Linked DNA regions of Arabidopsis thaliana: region 1 is linked to region 2. A link is a contact called in public capture Hi-C data. All regions are on one chromosome and are shown on one strand. The core of a region is the stretch at or near the end of the contact, and the rest is flanking DNA. Distances in the headings are between cores, read along the strand shown. Region 1 holds the start of CRR7 (chlororespiratory reduction 7). Region 2 holds the start of AT5G39090 (HXXXD-type acyl-transferase family protein).

Region 1 (7,088 bases), core at 2,867-5,366, 60 kb before region 2:
TAAGATGGGTTTAATCCAAAAGAGTTTGATTATGGTAAACTGAAAATTTACAGCTTCCGGGTAAGTAGCAGTGAAATCAACAGCTACGGTTGCTCCTAAGCTTGGTCCAACTAAAATCATTGGTCGTTTGATATATGTTTTCCAAAGCTGAAAATTCAAAGCAAAGAACAAAGAATTAACCACAGGGAAAATCCATACCATTGGATAAGCTATGCCTTGTAAATTCTGTAAATAATTTGTTGGTTTCGACCAACCTTATAGTCGCTAATTCATCATTGTATCAATTTTTAGTTACCAACCAACAAAATATATCGCAAAATCATCAGGAAATTCAAGACGGACTAGAGAGTTCTAACATCAATGCTAAATTTGCCACAACATTGTATCTGTTGTTATTTAGCGACGACACGAATTTGTATTCGTCGATAATAGTCCATTTAGTGTATAGTTATTTGTGCCAAAAGAATATGATTCATCGACTGATTTCATTCATTTAGTGACACAGTTTTTCGTTGTTATTCGCTTGTTTTCTTGTAGTATAATTAATAAATAGTACTGACCTCGAATAAATGATGTCGCTTAGATGCTGCATCACATGGTGGAAGTTTCTCTACAGTGTCATTAAGTTGTGAAAAGAAACAATCACACATTCATATGTACTAAAATCGAATTATCAAGAATCTTGTTTAATTTGTGTAAAATGTAAAATCTTACCAAGATCTGAGAATCCCCAACCAAGAACATCAATAGCCCAAGTCTCAAGACAAGCTTGTTCAAGCAGAGGATAAGTACGTCTCCATTCAAGACAAGAACTAAAAGCCCAAAAGAATTCCGACAAAAGTAAAATTCAGACACAGTGAGTTCATAAAAATAATTATACTGTCAGTAAAAAAAATAAAATACCTGTCGAAACAATGGAGAAGAACAACGGGACTTTTGTCGTGTAATTGAACAAGTGGTTTGATACAGCTACTCATTACACTGCCTCTAAAGTTTCCCATCTGCAAACACATTTTCATCTTCTTACACAAAATTCAAGAAACTAAGGACAAAGATTCTCTGTTTTAGCTACTCATGCAAGAGACAGAGAAAAAGAAGAAGAACCTGAAGAGGAACAGGAATTCGTACAATCCTTTGAGCTAAAGCTCTTGCGAATGGATCTTTTATGTTTTGTATCTCCTTCGGAAGAAATGTCGGAAACCCATCTCCGTTCGCCGTTACTCGTTGCCGGAATCTTGTCGCCGGAGGTGGTGGAGATATTATTTTCAAGCTACCCATCATTTCTCTCTCTCTCACTTTCTCTGCTTGTACTTGTACTTGAATCTTTTCTCCAAGAAAACTGTGAATAATTTAGTGTTTAATATTGTGTGATTCGATTATTTGTGACATTGAAGAGACTACCTATATATAGAAAAGAGTGTTATGTTTGGACAATAACCATTTGAATAGAATTTAAATCAAAGTGCAACGCAACTACCCCCAACTTCGTTATTTTTTTCTTGTTTTTATACCAAGCTCATTCATTACGATCTTGTTATTTTTATTTACTACCTTTTGTTGTTTTGTTTTGAAATGACCACACAAGTTTTCTGACAATTTACACGCTTTCTAATTTTTAAGGCTTAAAGACAAAAAAAACGTAGAGCCACAACTAATAACATTTTTTTGTTTCTCTCCGTCCATAATATCTTCCAAACAGTAATTAACGTGTGTTAAATAAGGTTACCTTTGCGTAGTAGAATCTTACTTAATCACTGTATCATTACATTTACATGGTAAATTGTTATTTAATCAGTTATTAATCTTATAAAATAAAGTTTCTTCTAGAATGACATATAAATGTGCATATTGTACTTCTGCCACATGTCTTCTCAAAATACAATAGTTTATTTTTAGTTTGCTACATTTTTTAAAAAATACTTTAATTGCAGTTTGACCACTTATGAATCCTTGTATATGTTATAACTTAATTTACATAAGAATTAACGTCATTTATTAAGTCATAATATATCAAAGTTGAGTTTCTCTCTCACGCTATTGGTGCAAATCTTATTATTTTATTTTAAAAGTTTCTATATTATTGATCATCTTAACTATAAAATTGACTTCATTTTTTACTATAAAATTAACCTACACTTATTGGGTGCATAAATCTTTCTGAGATTTATATATATAAACACAATCAAATGCATTAACAACACTAAACCCCATTCAAAATTATATACTATGATTTAATCAATTAATTTGATAATTATGAATATGTTAGTTAAATTAGGTAATTATTTAAAATATTACATGAGGAACTGAAAAAATCAGAACTAAGATTTCGATAAGATTAACTAATATATAAAGTAATTTTTTAAAACACAATTTTGTCCCCCAAAATAAACAATATAAGAATTTTAATGTTATTAAAACTTTTGTAAGATTATTTACATAAAAATCACAGTTATATGCAGCTCAGTCTTCTGATGTGATCGGATGCAGTTTTTGTTTATCCCAACAGCCAACTATTACAGAATCTACATCTACAATTCGTTCTTCTAGTACTAGTAGACCATCCCGCCTGAAGAACTAACGGGCAAATGCAATGTCAATTTTTCACAAATCCAATCCAATACGAAGCCCATTAAGTGTCATAAGTTCCACAAGGTAGAATATGTATCCCCCAAAGCAAGGGAAATTGGAAGATAAGCTATCAATTTCGCACCAGCTAATTAAGCACAAAAGATTCCTCGTTGTAACAATATTTGTGTCGATTGTCTAGCTAAGAAGGTCAGAGTACGAGAATCTTTTTTCTCCATGTAAGCACATCGACTCTGGATTGACTCTCTTTAGAAGAAAACCTCCGTCCGCTAACTTAATAAAATGATGTTTGACGAAAAAAAAGAAGAGATTCAAATCACAAAACCAAATTTCAAATTTAAAGGTGAGACTAAAAAATCTTTATTTTTATTTGGATATTTAGTGCCGACTATCAAAGATGAAAGAATCAAACTCGCATATTGTTTAGTTCGAGTAGTGTCTTCTTATTTACGAAAGCTATGACCCTAATTCTCTTTGACGATTATTAAAACCAACACACAAGATTTTGACATCCACAACAATAGCAATTATCTATTAAAGAACAAACCAAACTACTAGATTAAACAGATGTGCTTGTTACATTCAAAACACATAATACGTTTATTTAATTACTCAAGACGAACTTGGTACCATTGAACAGAACCCACTTCTCCATCAATTTCTAGTTCACATACAGCTTTAACCAAGAAATCTACGGCTTCATCAAGGTCATCGAACCTAGCCAGGTCTGGTGGCAAAGAGTTCACCGGCCAATTTTCGAGCCACCCTCTGAGCTTAGCCTTGAGTTCGTCTTCCGTCACAAACTGCTCATCTTGTCCTGCCTCTAACAGTACGTATGTATCCGAGTTCGAATGCACCCTTCTTCTCCTTGTTGCACAAACCTATATTATATAATCACATTAACTAGACATTTGTTAAATCATACTAAGTTAACCTTTAACCTCATGAGTTCAGTAATTTAATTTCCGGGATTGCAAAATGACTGAAATCACAAATTTCCAAAAATTATGCAACATAATCTTTTAAATGTTATCAACTTACAAAATATTCTACAAAATTGCAATTAACCAACACTTACACTAAAATGGCTTTTGCTCTTTCTTGAAGTGATGATGGATGATATTGGATAACATATAGGTTTATGAAACAGGTTTATCGAGTTTACGGAAAGAGAATCTGTCACATGGACTTGTTCTATCGAAACCCGTCGGTTATGTCGAGCTGAAAGCAAAGAAATGGAAGAATTGTAATGGATTGGTTTAAGTTATTCTTGATTTGCACTAATAGATGTGAATATGAGGGAGGAAAGTGTTAGAGCTTACAACTAAAGAGCTTATCTCCGTTGTTGAAAAGCTGTTTCTGCAGCGAACACTCCATTTTGATATCTTGAAAAATGACTTCCAACAATTTTGTATTTTAGTAGCAGCAATGTAAGCTTCTTGTAGTTGTTATAGATAAGATGATATTACGAGGAGCATACACCAACTATTTCTTTTCCTTAAAATTATGAATGTAACTCATATATATCTTTAATGGGCCACTGATGAGCCAAATAGGGCCAGTTATAGTTGCCCCGAATAGCCTCGTAAAAGCTAGAAATGTGGAACTAAAATGATTACTAATTCTAATCAGCTTTGTACAATATAGGTTTGGAGTAAATTCAGTTTTAACATATTATATATTCTTAATTCTATAGATTTTATAAAAATTCAAAATTTTGATCCAGTTGTTGATCTCTACTCTGCTCTCTAGTTTCGGTTGCAATTTTCAAATTTGACTGAAAAATATATATTTGTATTGTTGCTATAAATATATTTAAAATTGTCAATTGGCCTGCAAGGATCACATGGGCTTGTACAAAACTGGATACTGAATATTCGTGGGCCCATAGTTGTACCACACTTGATACAAATAATATCTTTCGTCCATATATGCAAACTACTAAGTACCTTACTGCTCATTATCGTTATGCACTTATGATTTGTTCTAGGGCTGGGGAAAAAAATTGGATCAGAATATCTGAACCGAACCAACCCAAAAAATTAGATTCTAAACACAATAAAAATTTAGATTTATTTTATTGGATCCTAAACTCCTATACTCGAAAATCTGAACCCAAAAATATCTTAATATTTTACTTGAATACCCAAACTTTTACTCTGAAATGCGAGTATTTACCCGAAAATATGGGTATTTATCCGATAATTTATTAAGTTGTTCTGAAATCTATATACAAAGCGACCTAAACCTGAAAGGACCCGAACCAAAACCGAACATATATTTTTTATTTAATATATTGAGTTCTAAACTCTTCTACCCAAAGAATCCGTACCTAATCGGCTTTTACCCAAACCCAACTCGCATATCCCAATGCTCGGCCCTAATTTGTTATGTGGACTAAACAATGAAGACAAGACAACAAATTGTATTATTGTAGAAAAGATCAATAATATTATCACAAGAAGAATTATGCAATCTATAGTATATAAAAGTTGAGGCTATTTGCTTATAAAGGCGTCCACGTGAGCTTTAAACGACCAATCAGGATTAACCATCTCATTGGTTTACATTTTTTAGCCATCACTTTAATTAACTTTTTAAATTCTATATTATTTTCTATTATTTTTACTATATTTATGATTAAAAAGAAAAAACAAAAAAAAATTGTTAACTTTTCAAAAGTTACATATGGAAATAAGAAAGTTGAAAAGAAAATTTGCTAAATTTAATTGCTAGATTATTTCACGTGATTACATGTTAATATGGTTTTGAGGAGTAACTATTATATTCCTAATACAATGAAATGTTAAATCGTCCAAGTATACAAATATATGTTAAATTGTTTTTTATATACAAATATTTGTATAAAAAAAATTAAAAAGTAAAACTTCCGATGGTTTGTCCTAAACATTTAGCTATAAATACAAGTCTCGGTCACACCATATCAAAAGGACTTTTTATTAAATATATAGTTCTGATATTATGGTTTGTTTTATATTGCTTTGGTTCTTTGTATGAGTCGAATTTCTTACCATGCTAGATTTTTCACTTGATGTTGATGCTATACGTGTATAGTTATTTTGTTGTTCTACGAATCAATATCGATATTTTTTTGGTGATTTATATCTTTTGAATTGTGTTTTGGGTAACATGGGAGGGATTTTATCAAAAGATTGAATGAACGAGTTGATGTGAAATGTGTTGGATATTGATTATTGGTAGTCTCTTGGCTCTGATTTTTTTTTTGTGTGTGTGTTTTTTTTCGTTTTGGTTAGAAATTTCAATTTACTATGAAAAGAAAGAGGGTAGTTTTCAAACTTAAACCACACATTGATGTTTGAATATCTTTGCTCTTATTCCAGTAGTCTTTATTTTTTCAACGCCTGATTACTCTCAGTTTATAGAATCTAGGTTTGGTTGTTGTTTAAGAACTCAAGAATATAAAAGTATAACTCACTTTATAGCTTAAGAAACTTACACAAAACTTAAGCTTTCTCTCTCAATCTCTTAATACAACTCTCACATTGATATTAGAACTCGACACATCTATTTATATGAAAGCATTAGTCCTAATCCTAATAGGAAAACATAGATTTAGATAACTCCTAAAGAGATTTGAGATGATCACTTTCTAAACCATAACTCGGTTAGGAACTAAACCATAACTCGGTTTAATATTACTTTCTTCATCAGCTTTCTTCAAGCTTAATCCAACATTCTCCCTCCTAAACTTGAAGTCACCTTGTCCCATGTCCTTCACACCAATGAGCTCCCTCATTTCTTTAAACTTGATTCGCCCGAGAGCCTTTGTCAATAGGTCAGCCTTCTGCTCGAACATTGAACGACTATGATGGCGGATTTAATTTTTCAATATCATACTATCAAATATACTATAGTTAAAATCATCACATAAATTAATCAGCTCACAAGATTAAAAGCAAGGTATTATAAACTCTTAATATGTTCAAGAATATAGGAATATAAGCAAGGTATTTATCTATACTATATAAAAGTTGAGGCTATTCGCTTCTAAAAGCGTCCACATAAGTTTTTAAACGACCAATCAGGATTAACCATCTCATTGGTTTACATTTTTTAGCCATGACTTTAATTAACTTTTTAATTTCTATATTTTTTTATTATTTTTATTATATTTATGAATAAAAAGAAAAAAGAAAAAAAGTTTGTTAATTTTTCAAAAGTAACATATGGAAATAAGAAAATAGAAAACAAAATTTGCTAAATTTCAATGCTAGATAATCTAACGTGATTATATGTTAATATGGTTTAGAAAGCGTGAAGGTGAAGAGGATTTAAACAATAACATCAAAGGAGAGAAAGTGATAAAGTTAAGAACCAATTTAGAAGTTAAAACTTTTTATTAGAATAATAGAAAACAAAACAGAGCAAAACAAATATTTTATTCTTAAAAATTCAAATAACGAGTTTATTAACTTAACTAACCTATCTTTCGACAAGCTTGAAAAAAGCTTTTACTTTCA
Region 2 (6,622 bases), core at 256-2,755:
GAGAGACACACTGAATTAAATCTTAATTTTGTTCCATTATCATTTTATCCCCTTGTGTAGCAAATCAATCAAAACATTCATTTCTTGTTTCTTGAGCGAGAAGCCAATCTCAACACCTCCACTTCCATCTCTACTCTCCGCAATTGATATCTTTCCTCTCTGATCAATCGACACCAACAACGACTTAAAAGGTTTTCCCCACCCGAAATCCAACCCGTATATACCAAACCGGGTTGACCCGGCAACCGACACAAATTGTGAGTCCACAGGAGCTTTCTCATACGTTTCCAAAAGCTCCGGTATCTTCCAAGCCACATTTGAATCCAATTCCTCAACCGAATCACTAATCAATCTCGCAGCAACCACGAAACCTTGTTCACCAAGAAACATCCCCGCATCTAGCGGGATTTTCACAGCAGAGTAAACACAGTTTCCGAAATAAGTCAACGGGATCGGTGGATCATCGATAAGCCTTCGACAATCCACCGCGAATCTATACCCGACCGGTCTATTCGGATCATCGCCTCCGGATCCTATTAAGCACGTGAAAACGTACGAAAACGTAATCACAAACGTTGACAATCTAACCGAGGAAAACGAAGAAGACTCTCTCTTGAGTTTATCTCGAAGCTTTTCGATGTTTTCACGAGTGAGTTCGAATGTGTATCGAACGACGTCGGATTCTATCTCCGGTCTCGGTAACAACTTCAAGCTTTTTGGTTTATGAATAGAGTGCCAAATTTTCAAGACTTTAGTATCAATCTCCGGTGGACCTTTTATGACCGTACGATCGTAAAACGGAATTAGATCATCCGGTAGAGAAGAGTCTTGATGTTTACATAAGTGAGCCCAAGATTTGAGAAACGTGGTTGTCGTTTTCCCATCAGAAACGGCATGGTGTGTGGTTACGCCGATGCAAAACCCTTGGTTTGGAAATAACGTGACTTGAAACGACACGACTGCTGCTGAGTCGTCGGAGTTTTGTAACTCCGGGACTAATGGGTGTAACTCGGTGGAGGAGAAAGGTTCTTTTCCGGTTAAAAGGGAGAAATCCGAGTTTGACTCAGCTACGGTGAATGAAACGGCGTCGTTTTGGGTGTAGACGATTTTCGGTTTTGGATCATGTGGTTCCCAGATGATATGGCCGGCGAGTGGGAGGTAGTGAGAGAGGGATGAGGAGAGAGAGGATTTGAGGTTGGGGACGATGACTGAGTCGAATAAAGAGCGATTTACGTCGGTGAGTTTGTAGAAGATGACTCGTTCGACGGCTTTGTGTTTGAGCCAGAGAAGGTCAAAGAAAGTGAGCGGGAGAGTGAGTGACGCCGACGAGTTAGAGTTTGATGGCGTGACTCGTGACACGTGGATGAAGTTTAGTGATGGATTCATTTTTTTGGTGAGAAAGGATTATTTTCTCGGTGACCATATGATCATTATATAAACTCGAAGGAAAATGATGATTATAATACGTAAGTGAATATAATGATAATTATAAATTTTGACTAACATTTACTAACATTTGAAATGATTGAGATTTAGACAAACAATCAAATAAAATTGAAGAGAGAGAATTAACTGTGTTGACTTTTTCATTTATTTAAAGTTTAATTAGAAAATAAATAGGAAAAATATCGAAAAAAGTACGAATTTTTAAATTTGAGACGAAAAAAACATAAACTTTCGAAAAATCATTTAAATCATAAAGTTTAGTTTGACTTTTGATAAAATGATCAAGTTTCGTTGATTTGGTTATTTAAGGCATAATATCGTTAAGTTTTCGTCAACCAAACAATCACGGCGTTAACTTTCAGTTATAATATCATCTCACAAATTGTATTCCTAAAAATAATTTGATTAGATAAGTTGGTGTTATCGTTTTAAAGATATTGTTTAGAGAATCAATTTTATTCATGTAAAGAAAAGTTTATTTAAATAGTTAGTTCACAATGAAGCAAATCAATCAATGTGTCCATTTCGTGCTTCTTGAGTGAGAAGCCAATCTCCACACTGCCGTTTTGGTCTCTACTTTCCGCCATGGAAATCCCATTGCCTGGACTGATCGACACAACCATCACTTTATCAGGTCTACCCCACCCAAAATCCAACTCGTATACTCCAAATCGGTTAGACCCTGAAACTAAAATAAGTTGTGTCTCTGGTGGAAGAGTTGCATATGCTACAAAATCCGGAATCTTCCACGCAAAACTCTCGTCCCATTCTTCGATCGAATCGCTGACCATTGTCGCAGCAGCCAAAAGTCCTTCTTCACCCATAAACATTTTTGCCGTCAGCATCATTCTAGAGCAACCAGCGATGCAATTTCCAAAATAATTTGGAGTCGGCGGATTCATGAGGCTTCGACAATCCACCGAAAACGCATATCCAACCGGTCTATGTGGTTCCCCGCCTCGAGCTCTTATTATGCATACTAATACATACGAGTAAACAATAACAAATGTAGACAAGCGAAGCTCTTTTGAGGATGAGGTTGAGGAGGAGGAGGAGGAAACTTCTCTCTTAAGTCTCTCGCGAAGCGTTTGGATATCTTCACGCGTGAGCTGGAGAGTGTATCGGACAACGTCAGGACCAATCTCAAATGATGGATTAAGCTTTAAACTCTTGGGGTTGGCAGGTTCTTTACCACCAGCTAATATTTTGGTGAAAGAGCGCCACTCATTCAAAACTTTGTTTTCACTATCCGTTGGACTTTTAATGACCGTACGATCGTAAGTTGGGATTAAATCCTGCGGTAGAGAAAAATCTTGATGTTTACATATGTGAGCCCAGGATTTGAGAAACATGGTTGTCGTTTTTCCATCTAAAACGGCATGATGTGCACTTACGCCGATGCAAAATCCTTGGTTTGGAAATAACGTGACTTGGAACGACACAATGGAGGCCGAGTCGTCGGAGCTTTGTAACGCGGGGACTAACGGGTACAACTCGGTGGAGGGGAATGGTTCATTGCCGGATAAACTAGAGAAATCAGCGTTTGTTTCGGCGACGCTGAATGAAACGTCGTCGTTTTGGGAGTAGACAATGGTTGGTTTGTGATCAAGTGGTTCCCATATAAGTTTGCCAGCGAGTGGGAGATAGTGAGAGAGGCATGAGGATAGAGAGGTTTTGAGATTTGGGACGATGACTGAGTCAAAGAAAGGGCGAGTTACGTTGGTGATTCGGTAGAAGATGACTCGTTCGACGGCGCGAAGTTTATAATAGATAAGGTCGAAATAAGTGAGTGGGAGACTGAGTGACTCGGCCGAGTCAGAGTTTGAAGGGGTGACTCGTGCCACTTCGATGATGTTAAGTGATGAAACCATTTCTCCAACAATCTTGTGGTAAGAGATGTACTTAACCGGTGATGATCCTATAAATAGATAGTATACGATGTATTAAAAAAAACAAGTAAAATGAAAAATAAATCTAATTACTAGAAAGGATAAGGAAAAGGATAACATAAATTTAATGTGGTTGATATCACATGATATTCGTAGATTTTCCAACATTGTTTGTCGAGTAGCATTAATTAAGACACATGCATTCGATTAATTAAGACTTTTCTGTTTACATGGTTCTGTTTAGTAAATTAGAGGATCATATATCGAGTTTTTCATAGTTCATTTATTTTACAATTTTTCATATAACTCTACGTCTGAAATTATAGCTCGAAAACGTTTTATGGCATAGTATTTAGCATAATTTAGAAGGTCAGCAAATGCCCATTTCGAGCTAATAAAAAATCATATCAACATGTTGCCAAGAGATCAGAGGATGGTCCCCCTCCGAATGCTTTCGACAAGTTGCACTACAATATCAAATCAGAAGACCGACTAAGCATTTAATATCCATTAATTGTTTCACCGGTGGCTACGCATGACATCCCATACTCGTGGCTAGCCGCACACGACTCTAAACTCTATTTTTTTTATGGTGACATTCTCTTGTGAGTTTCAGACAATATTAGGGATGTTAATGATAGGTAAAAGTCTAGTGGGTATCCAAAACCCGCTTAAAATTTAAAGCTTAAAGATTCATGTTTTGTATTAAAATTAAAGTAGGTTTAAAACGGACGAATTTTATTTAAATAGAGTGTTATGTGGGTTTTACTCTGTTGGGTTTATGGGTACCCATGGACTTTTTTCTAACTAAACCTAATTTACTAAAACGATCTCCTCCTTCTCTCTTCTCTCTCTCTCCTCTTCTCTCCTCTCTTCCTTCGCGGATCTCTTCTTCCACAAGATGCATTTGCAGCATGTGTTGAGAGTGTAGGGATTAGGAGTGGTGCTGGATTGTATTTAGACGTCCCTACACGTTGGAATTCAACTTATGACATGTTTGCTAGAGCCTTAAAGTTTCGTATGACATTTGCTAGTTTGAAAGAGTGTGACAGAAACTACAAGTCATTGCCTTCTGAGGATGAGTGGGATCGTGGAGAGAGGATTTGTGACATTTTAAAGCCGTTTGCAAACTACAAGATGTGTTTGAGCTTGAGAGGAGCATACAACCTGGTTCTGACAACACAAAGTCCAATTTGCAAAATTATTTGGATGATCCAAGGCTAGATTTGAGGTCTTTTACAGACATGGAGGTTTTGAGCTATTGGAAAGGTGATGGACAACGCTTTGGTGATTTAGCTTCTCTAGTTTCTGCTATACTTAGCATTCCAATCACTACAGTGGCAGTTGAGTCATCATTCAGTATTGGAGGTCGGGCTTTAAACCCTTTCAGAAACCGCCTTCTTCCTAGAAATGTTCAAGCCTTGTTATGTACTAAAAACTGGTTGCATGGTTTTGTAGAGTTGGAAGGTAAAAAAAAGAATAGTCTATTTTTTTATACTTAATATTTTTTATTTGTTGATTTATATCTTCAAATTGTAGGTGACATTGAAGAATACTTTAATGATGGAATTGAAGATACTACATCGATAGCAAGTAGCTTTGGAGTATGAGAAGAAGTTGTTTAGATTTTTTTTCACTACTTTTGTATTTCTGTTTTAAATTAGAAACTTTGATGAAACTTTCTTTTGTATAATCTTTTAAATTATTAATGTTTGAGTGGATTTTGAGTTTATAAATTTGTTAGAAACTTTGATGAAAGTAAAGAATTAAAATCAATTAAGGGTAACAAATTAAGTTGTTTTTACAAAATATAAAATACATGATTAAATTTAAATACATATCAGACATAATAAAAGTATGGGTATCCACTGGTAGTTCTGAATTACATGGGTTTTTCTGGATTTTACCCACAAGTACTAAATCTTATTCGGGTTTCTTTTAATCTAGGTTTTTTATGGGCAGGTTTGTTGGTTTGGGTTGGGCTGAGGTTTTTTACCCACCACAACATCCCTAGACAATATGGTTGGGAAGTCTCTAGAAGAAAACGATTTATTCTTTTGATAACTCTCTAGTACCAGACTACTAGGCCGGACCTCTCTTAAGAGCCCACATTGGTTATTTTCTTGTGGGTGTCTTTAAATATAAAACCAATTAAAAAAATATAAAATAAATTGAAGGGTGTCTTTAATTTTAGATTTGTGTCTTTAGAAAAACATTTTAGACACCGAAAAGAGAGGGTATCTTTGATTTTATTACTAAAGACACACATCAAGAGTTGTCCAATGAGGATGCTCTAATACTCAAGTAAGATGAGAGCAATACACCAACATGATGGTGGTCTAGTAGTAGTTAAAAAGGGTTGGTTTCTTTGTGCCCAAGTTTAGTCCTTTTTTTGAGACAAGAGATATTATTTAAATCGGAATGGAGACTTGTACAAGTATCGAAGGAGCTAATGGACCAAATTAACAAATAAAGATGAAAGCAATTAGAAGTGTCAAATGGTCATCTGACCATGGGCTAAGCCCAGTCCACAACATTATGGACAGTCCATGGTCGGCCCGTAATGAAAACGGGCTATATGGTCTAAAGACCAATTTTGTCCATGGGTTTAATGGGCTAGCCCACACGGTTTATGGTTGGCCCATCAATTTTTTCAACACATCAATTTTCTTCTCTTCTCTCTCTCTCGGCAACGACGCTCTCTCTCCCGGCGACAAAGCTCTCTCTCGGCGACGACCAAGCTCGACCTCTCTCTCAACTCCTACTCCGGTTAGTTCTACTAGCTTGTGGGTTTGTCCAAATTTCAATTGTTAGTGTTTCTGAAAGAATCTTAGCTTTTTGGATATGAGGAGAGCTAGCTAGCAAATGGGCACTTTTCAGATTTTGTTTATGGTTCGCCATTTCGAATTTCATTATGAATTGAAGCACATCAATATGTAGAGACCCTTTGTGTTGTAAGCTAATTTAAGGATCCTTGTTTAAACACTAGATTATTGCTTTTGTTTAAGGATCCTTGTTCTTCTTTTTTTATCCATAGTGGATAAGATATTCCCACATGTTATGTACTTTTCTAATGGAGCTAGCCCATTGACCTCTGTTCAGTCTTTGTTTATCACTGCTAAACGTGTTTATGTCTTTATTTGTGTCAGAAATATGGAATTGGATACTCAAAACTTGGTTGATGAAGACAACTTTAATCTTGAGGATCAAGAAATGGACGATGAAGATCCAGAAATGGATCAGATACTACCTCATGACACTGCTTCTTCAGGGACAGTTGAGAGAGG

What was found. Capture Hi-C pulls out chosen DNA fragments and counts their contacts.
Region 1: a capture Hi-C map of seedling shows a contact between it and region 2, with 6 times the contacts expected there. The contact joins the promoter of CRR7 here to the promoter of AT5G39090 in region 2. A contact is called at or near these places in 2 of 3 other capture datasets (seedling and shoot).

What each region holds. Positions count from the first base shown.
Region 1 is chr5:15,700,106-15,707,193 of TAIR10.1, reverse strand. It overlaps CRR7 (chlororespiratory reduction 7), which reads right to left and starts at 4,116. Exons shown (of 3, transcript NM_123283.5): 1 at 3,909-4,116; 2 at 3,665-3,807; 3 at 2,922-3,467. The coding sequence starts at 3,963. The coding sequence ends at 3,195. AT5G39220 (alpha/beta-Hydrolases superfamily protein) reads right to left here and starts at 1,488. Exons shown (of 10, transcript NM_123284.4): 1 at 1,105-1,488; 2 at 904-1,001; 3 at 715-812; 4 at 561-610; 5 at 52-147. The coding sequence starts at 1,281. It also overlaps the pseudogene AT5G39205.
Region 2 is chr5:15,638,376-15,644,997 of TAIR10.1, reverse strand. AT5G39090 (HXXXD-type acyl-transferase family protein) reads right to left here and starts at 1,505. Exons shown (of 1, transcript NM_123271.3): 1 at 1-1,505. The coding sequence starts at 1,386. The coding sequence ends at 40. It overlaps AT5G39080 (HXXXD-type acyl-transferase family protein), which reads right to left and starts at 3,556. Exons shown (of 1, transcript NM_123270.3): 1 at 1,782-3,556. The coding sequence starts at 3,317. The coding sequence ends at 1,926. It also overlaps the pseudogene AT5G39060 and the pseudogene AT5G39070.